2 separate regions of the Drosophila melanogaster genome follow, and region 1 is linked to region 2. Evidence: chromatin contacts called from public HiChIP or PLAC-seq data. All regions are on one chromosome and are shown on one strand. The core of a region is the stretch at or near the end of the contact, and the rest is flanking DNA. Distances in the headings are between cores, read along the strand shown. Region 1 holds the start of cbt (cabut). Region 2 holds the start of ex (expanded).

Region 1 (3,132 bases), core at 160-2,659, 48 kb before region 2:
TATAAAATTTCTTTTTAGGGAATGTGAAGAAAAATAAAACTTAAACTTTTCAGAGATCTGCATCTAATCTAGCTGCTCCCATGCTACCCCTGAATACCCTACACGGCCTGAACAGTCGCCCCACAAGTCTGGTGTGGGGTATGGCGTGCTAGTTATTCGTTGTTGTTGCGCAAGAGAGCGCCAATAACCACAGCTGTTTCTGCCGCTCGCTCTTTGGTGTGTGTGCTCTGTGTACGAGCCCCTTTTTGCTTTGAAAACTGTTACAGGCGAAACGCGAGCATTGCCAGGTAGAATTTACCCGTGTCCTAGGAGGGTTTTCAAACAAAATAAATGTAATCAATTGACGACTTAATTGAGTTACATGCATTCACTGGTGGTGAATAAGAGGATTTTGAAATGCCTGCTTTTCGTGACTCATCTTTGTTATCTCCCAGTTTCTTGGGCCTGGCAATGCTCCCCGTCAACTGTTGAGCTCCCATACTCTCCTGCTTTCGCACTATGCCTTTCGTTTATTAATGAAATCCGTGTCTGCTTAAAGTCAGACTTCCAAAGTTAATGCAAATATATGCGGCCAGGTCTTAGATTTCAGCTTGAGGGGCGTCTGCCAGGTTTCGAGCCAGTTTTAAAGTATTTTTTCAGCCGATTATTCACAGACTTCCGTGGCAACAACTACGTCAGCTACTCAGACACGGCTTTGGGGTGTGTCTGTGAGTGTGTCGGTTGGTGTGCGCTGTGCACGCGGCTGGGGCATGCACAGCCCATGAATAGACAGCCGATGGAGCCCCACACCCTCCCCAGCTCCTCCTCTACTGACCCGTTCTCTATAGCACCAAACACAAGACCCCGCAGTGAACAGCTGATGACGTCCATGCGTTGATTACGTGCTCTGCGGGCCTCTCTCCTACTGGCTGTGTGTCTGTGTCCTGCACAGAAAGAAATCGCTTCGGTGATTTTTTGGGTCTTCTCGGAAAAGATGGCAACATTTAAAATAGCCATACACTTTTAGAGAGTTTACTAAAAACGATTTGGGTTCACCTGAATCTCTTTTAACTTATTGCCAACCAACATTACAGTCTAAAATTGAGTTAACAGAGATGTCATTCTTTACGGGCTATTTTGTCCGGTGCACGTGGGTTGCTGAGAGGTGAGTGAGCAGGAGACCTGACCTTTTTCTTTTTTGCGCCCGAGAGAGAGGAGCCGAGGAGGTGCTGCCCACGTTGCTGGCTGATGTTCGTCCGGGTTACATTGCACTGGTTGCTCCACTGCCGATGACGATGGCCCGCTCACACACACTTGCCCGTTTCCAAGTGATTACGTCGTCGGCGGCTCCACTCACTCACACTTGCACAGCCTCTGCCGGCAGCGGCGTCGGCGGCGGCAGCTCTGCTGGGAGCTGAATGGCTTTGCCTTTTTCATTCGTCTCTTGAATTCCGAACGCAACGGTTCGCCTTCGCTCCAAAACGGCAAGCGGCACTTGAAAGCGCCAGTGCAAAGTTAGCTGAAGTGCAAAAATCTACACAAACTGAGATTAAACCAAGTGATTAGCCCCGGAACAAAACAAACAAACAAACACAGACTCTTCAATAAAAAAAAGAGAGTGCAACTGAAATTTGAAAGTGCAATGGACATGGATACCTTGCTACCTTCACCACCCGCAACGCCCCCACTAAGGGAAAACAAGTTGGAAATCGTAAGTGACCTACAAAGTGGATATATACAGTGTACGCTAGTGTAATTAGTGCTTATTGAGTGGGGATAGTGCATTCAAGGCAGCGGAAAATCAAACGGAATCGTACTTAGCTCGCTCTCGCTCCCACTTGCCGCGTTTCTAAAAACAAAGTGCCTCGTCCCGCTCGCACTCGCACACAGCCATGCGATCACGCAGCCAACACGCTTTCACGTGAACACCGCATGCACAGCGAGTGATGTGTGAGTGCGAGCGAGAGGCCGCAGCTGAACATTGGACTTGGCACCACTAGGAAAAAACAACAGAAAAGCAAAAGAGAGAAGGTGAGTTGCCAATTGGCAACTGTAGGCGAGCGGTGGAGTGTGAGAGGAAAGAGAGGGCCTAGCCAAAAGCTAGGCAAACAGGCCAAGCCCCAACCCATAAAACCATGTCACATTTCTGGCTCGTTTTTTATCTGGCCAAGAAAGAAACAAACAAACACTGTCGCACATTAGAGCGCAACGTGCCGAGCCCATAAAAAGATTTCGACGTCTTCGCACGAGTCATAATACACCCCTCGCATTCGCCTTCCCCATGAAATCACCCACCTGAGGCACGTCATAATAATACTGGTGGTGTGGCTGCATTTTCCTTGCATGCTTTTAGGCGCAATTTTTAAATGGTTCTAGAATATGCGCCGAAAACGCAACAGTTGCTCATGTTTTCATCCTTAAAAATTAAGTAGTGAAATTTGAAAAGTCCATATTAAGAACAGTTTTTAAAATTTTAAGACATTTTTTGTTTCTGTCAGGAGCACATCAATTTAAAGACTTTTATGTGGTCATCAATACAGTATTCACCTTTAACATTTACATACGTCTATAATTTAAAGCACAGCTGGCAGCAACAGTTAATGAGTAATATTCTGTCACCCCAAACGGCCTTTAAAAGAGTTCAAAAACCGCCAAAAACAAAGTTCCCTTGGCCTTTCGAAGGAGCATTGAACCTGGGGTTGGGCGGGGTATTGCAGGGTGTGTGAAGGTTAACGGTGAACGGCCTTGTCAGCCGCCGGCGTAATTAGCGAATTGCGAGGAAAAGTTATTGTGGGTCAATGCTGGTCAGCGAAAAGTGAATGGGACTGTGAATGTGAATGCACTCCTCAGAACATAAACTCGACAATGTTAACGAACTCTGACTAACCCTGAACTTGTTCTTTCCTTTTCCAGGTCGCCAAGGACGAACAACAGGTGAACGAGAATCTGCTAAAGGCAAAGCTCAAGCTGGTGGCCCAAAAGAGTCAGAAAAATGGAGGGATTATTACACCAAATCCATCGGACACGGAAGACGAGGCTCCCGAAATAGCGGTTCCCAACAAGAAACCCCGTTTGGAACAACCTGCTATGAGCATGACACCGCCGCCGGATCAAAAGCTGGACGATGATCAGAAAGCGGAAAGGGTTAGCGTC
Region 2 (3,212 bases), core at 31-2,530:
ATATAACTACATATGTATGCACATGTGAATGTACATATATATTTGACACAATAGTACTCTAAACAGCTTCCCCATTTCAATATACCCTCCGTAGAGTGTCAAGTTTGACTGACATTTGATATTCCATGGCCCGAAATGGGTTAATTGCACAATTCGCTGAATTTTTGACTCTTAGCGGGACGCAAAAAAAAAAATTTAAAGAAAAAAGCTGGCGACAACAACGAAATGTTAAACAATCGTTGGACGTTGGCGATTTTATGGTTGACAGATAAGAAATTTGCTGGCATTTGTTTTGTTTGCCGTTTTCAGGGAGTCATTAAAATTCCGGGGAAATGGCCCCATATGGGTACACCACTCTATATCTGCACGTGTATCTGTCCTTTTCTTACCTTAAGCCGCTGCAGAAGTCGGCATTGTTAATGCTGTATCTGTATCTGCTTCTGTTTCGGTTTCGCGTAATCCACAATAACTGGCTTTTTAATTTTGGTTTGGTAGTTTTGTTTAACTAAAGCTCACTCTTCGTGCACTCTTAAAACCGATCTATTGATTTGGCTATCGATAAGTGCCTAACAGTAAAATTTTCGTTTCGTTGTTGTTACTTTCTGACCTCTTCCACTTCCACGACGCGCGCTGCGACTGCGCAGTCAACAGCGATCGGGTCGCATTCCAGCGTCGCACATACTTTAATCAAAACTCACTAACACCAGAACAATTGCACACGCGGGCGAGCGCAACTGAGAGTATCTGTGTGCGTGGAGTCGTTGTTGTTGCGCGAAAGAATGCCGTTTGCTGGGTTGTTGTTTTTGCTGTTGCTGACTGCTTTATTTGTTGTAGTTGTAGTTTCCAGTGGGCAGTTGTTGTTGCGGCTGAATTTTTTCTTTTTGACCAGCACCAACTTTTCGGAGTTGACTTCAGCTTTTTTACACTACTAGTCGTAGATATTTTCGTGGTTTTAAGGCGCGTTTTCCCAAAATCAGAACTAGTTGCACCAACACCAACAAAAATCACTTTTGTAATTGAGGCGAGTGCGAAAACGAAGCGCGCTGTTTTTGTTTCAGTGAAAACCGAACTTCACTTTAAGCAACTGAATCTGTGTAGCTCTGTGTGTGTCTGGGCGATCTGGTGTGCGTGCGGTGTGCATTTAAGATCTGAAGAACAACTTTTCCGAATGTTAGGTCTCGAATAAATTCATTAAACCGAATTTATATTTCCCAGTGGAAAGCACATGCTTTGCTGTCCCGACGATCTGTTCGGTTACCGTTGACGTTTAGCGATATACTGATTTTGCCCCTGCTCAGCGAAACCGAACACAACGAAGATCGAGTCGAGATTTCGTTAAAACTTAACGAAGCCGCGTTTAACGAAAAGAGAGCCCAAGAGAGAATTCGAATTCGAAAGAAGCGCACACAGCGATACACAAACCCGATGGCAACAACAACAACGGCTACGAAAATGTAAATAGCAATAAGCAATAAAAGAAAAACAAACTTCAAAGGAGAATCCCAGTAGCCAACTACATAGTGTGTGCGTCCGTGTGAGTAGTGGAATTCCAATGGCTTATCTCGCGAGACGACGATTCCGATTCTCAAGGGCTTAAAGGATACCCTGTTAGGATAGCAGATTTAAGTAAAATGCATATGAGAATTTTAACAAAGGTACCTTTCTTTCTAATTCTGCTTTTTATCACATGCTATCTTGTAGTTTACATTGTATATTACAATTACATTATGAGTTCTATCTTTTGGCATTCACTTTTTGCCAAACTATGGCGGAAGCCTATTGGATTCAAATCTAGCTTTCAGTATCCCTGCGCTAGCCATCGATGCGACTATCTTATAAATAAACTCTCTGGGCAAAACTCCAGATACAGATGCACTGGACGAGGGAGAATCGGAATCGGAACTTGAGGGTCTGAAGACTCTGCCTCTATCGGCGTCCTCTGCTGCTACGATATCGTCACTTGGGCGCATTCCTCAGCATAATGTGAGCTTGATTTGCTGGATTCTTTTTGCTCCCTCTTCCCTCTTTTTCTCTTCTTTAGATTTCCTCCTTTTCATTTCCCCTCCTCCACCTCTTCAACCATCATTTGCTTCAAATATGCGGCATACACACGCCCCACGAAAGGGCGGGGATCAGTGTAAGCCAAGTAAGGTTTTAACCAGTTCGTCCAAGGGGCTACTTAGAAAAATCCACAGAAAACAAAATTTAGATTATATGGAAAAAAGTCTAAATGATATAAAAATCGTAACTAAACACAACCAAAAGACTATATAATGATGATCGAAGTTGTGCCCCGGTGCCAAACCCTCGCTACGCCCCTGAAGACCCGGCCAAAAGTCGAAGACTCAGAATTGGAGAGTCAAGGGGTCGGGGTCGGGTCGTCTTGCCATGGACATAACTTGTTGACTGAAGTCAGGGAAGTGGTGGGGCAGGGGTAGAAATTGGGCGAGACATTCCGGTGAGGCGGGGTTTCGATGGGAACAACTCGCACAGCCTTTGATTTCTTTGAGTGTACTTTGCGTTGTGGTGTCTGCTATACCCTGTTTGGGATACAACGGGAAGAATTAAAAAAGGTTTGTAGGTTTCAAAAAAAGTACATGCCACTCCTGGGACAAATTTTGAAAATTTCTCTATTGACAAGCCTATGGTGTAAGGGAATTTGAGTAAAGGTAGTTTGTTACCCACCGGATCAGTCTGACTACAAGAGATCTAGAGTACTTCCATCTTCGACTTGAAGCCCAAGCTTTTCATTCTTGTTTTTTTTTTTTGTTTTGTGGCTGTTCGTTATTCTTTCGTCTTTGGTCGATCGCTTGGTCGCTGGTTCTCTAAGACCGGTTGTTGTTGTTGCTGTAAGCAGCCTTTTGGGAACTACGTTCTTGGTCAATATCGTGTAGATATACATACGTTCTATATCTGTGCTTGTGTGTGTGCGAGGTTTGGAGCCTGGTCGAGGCCGAAGTTTTGAGCGAGGAGAGTGAAAAAATAAAAAAAGAACGGCCAAAAATGTTTTATGCAATTCCTTGAAGTCGATTTCAGTCTCCAGTCTCCCGGTCCAGAGAATCGCTTTTGCGGAATTGGCGCGCATTTCTGGCCTTTTTTTTTGGCAAAGTGATCTTTCAGCCAAGAGCAGCTGCCATTGATCCTCTTTCTATTCAAAATTCCTCGTGCTCTTTGCGGTCTTGGGCAGAGCCAAAGTCGCTGGCGATGATGAT

The links. HiChIP or PLAC-seq counts read pairs in DNA pulled down with a chosen protein or histone mark.
Region 1: a contact with region 2 is called in a Psq HiChIP or PLAC-seq map of the Kc167 cell line, with 2.3 times the contacts expected there. The contact joins the promoter of cbt here to the promoter of ex in region 2. A contact is called at or near these places in 20 of 107 Hi-C or Micro-C datasets (the Clone 8 cell line, the D17-c3 cell line, the Kc167 cell line and 9 more) and 4 of 6 datasets of contacts at active chromatin or transcription factors (the Kc167 cell line and the S2 cell line).

What each region holds. Positions count from the first base shown.
Region 1 is chr2L:477,965-481,096 of dm6, reverse strand. cbt (cabut) reads left to right here and starts at 1,409. Exons shown (of 2, transcript NM_164384.2): 1 at 1,409-1,690; 2 at 2,893-3,132. The coding sequence starts at 1,622. All of the region lies in intron 1 of ush (u-shaped), which reads right to left.
Region 2 is chr2L:429,295-432,506 of dm6, reverse strand. It overlaps ex (expanded), which reads right to left and starts at 1,280. Exons shown (of 6, transcript NM_057492.4): 1 at 390-1,280.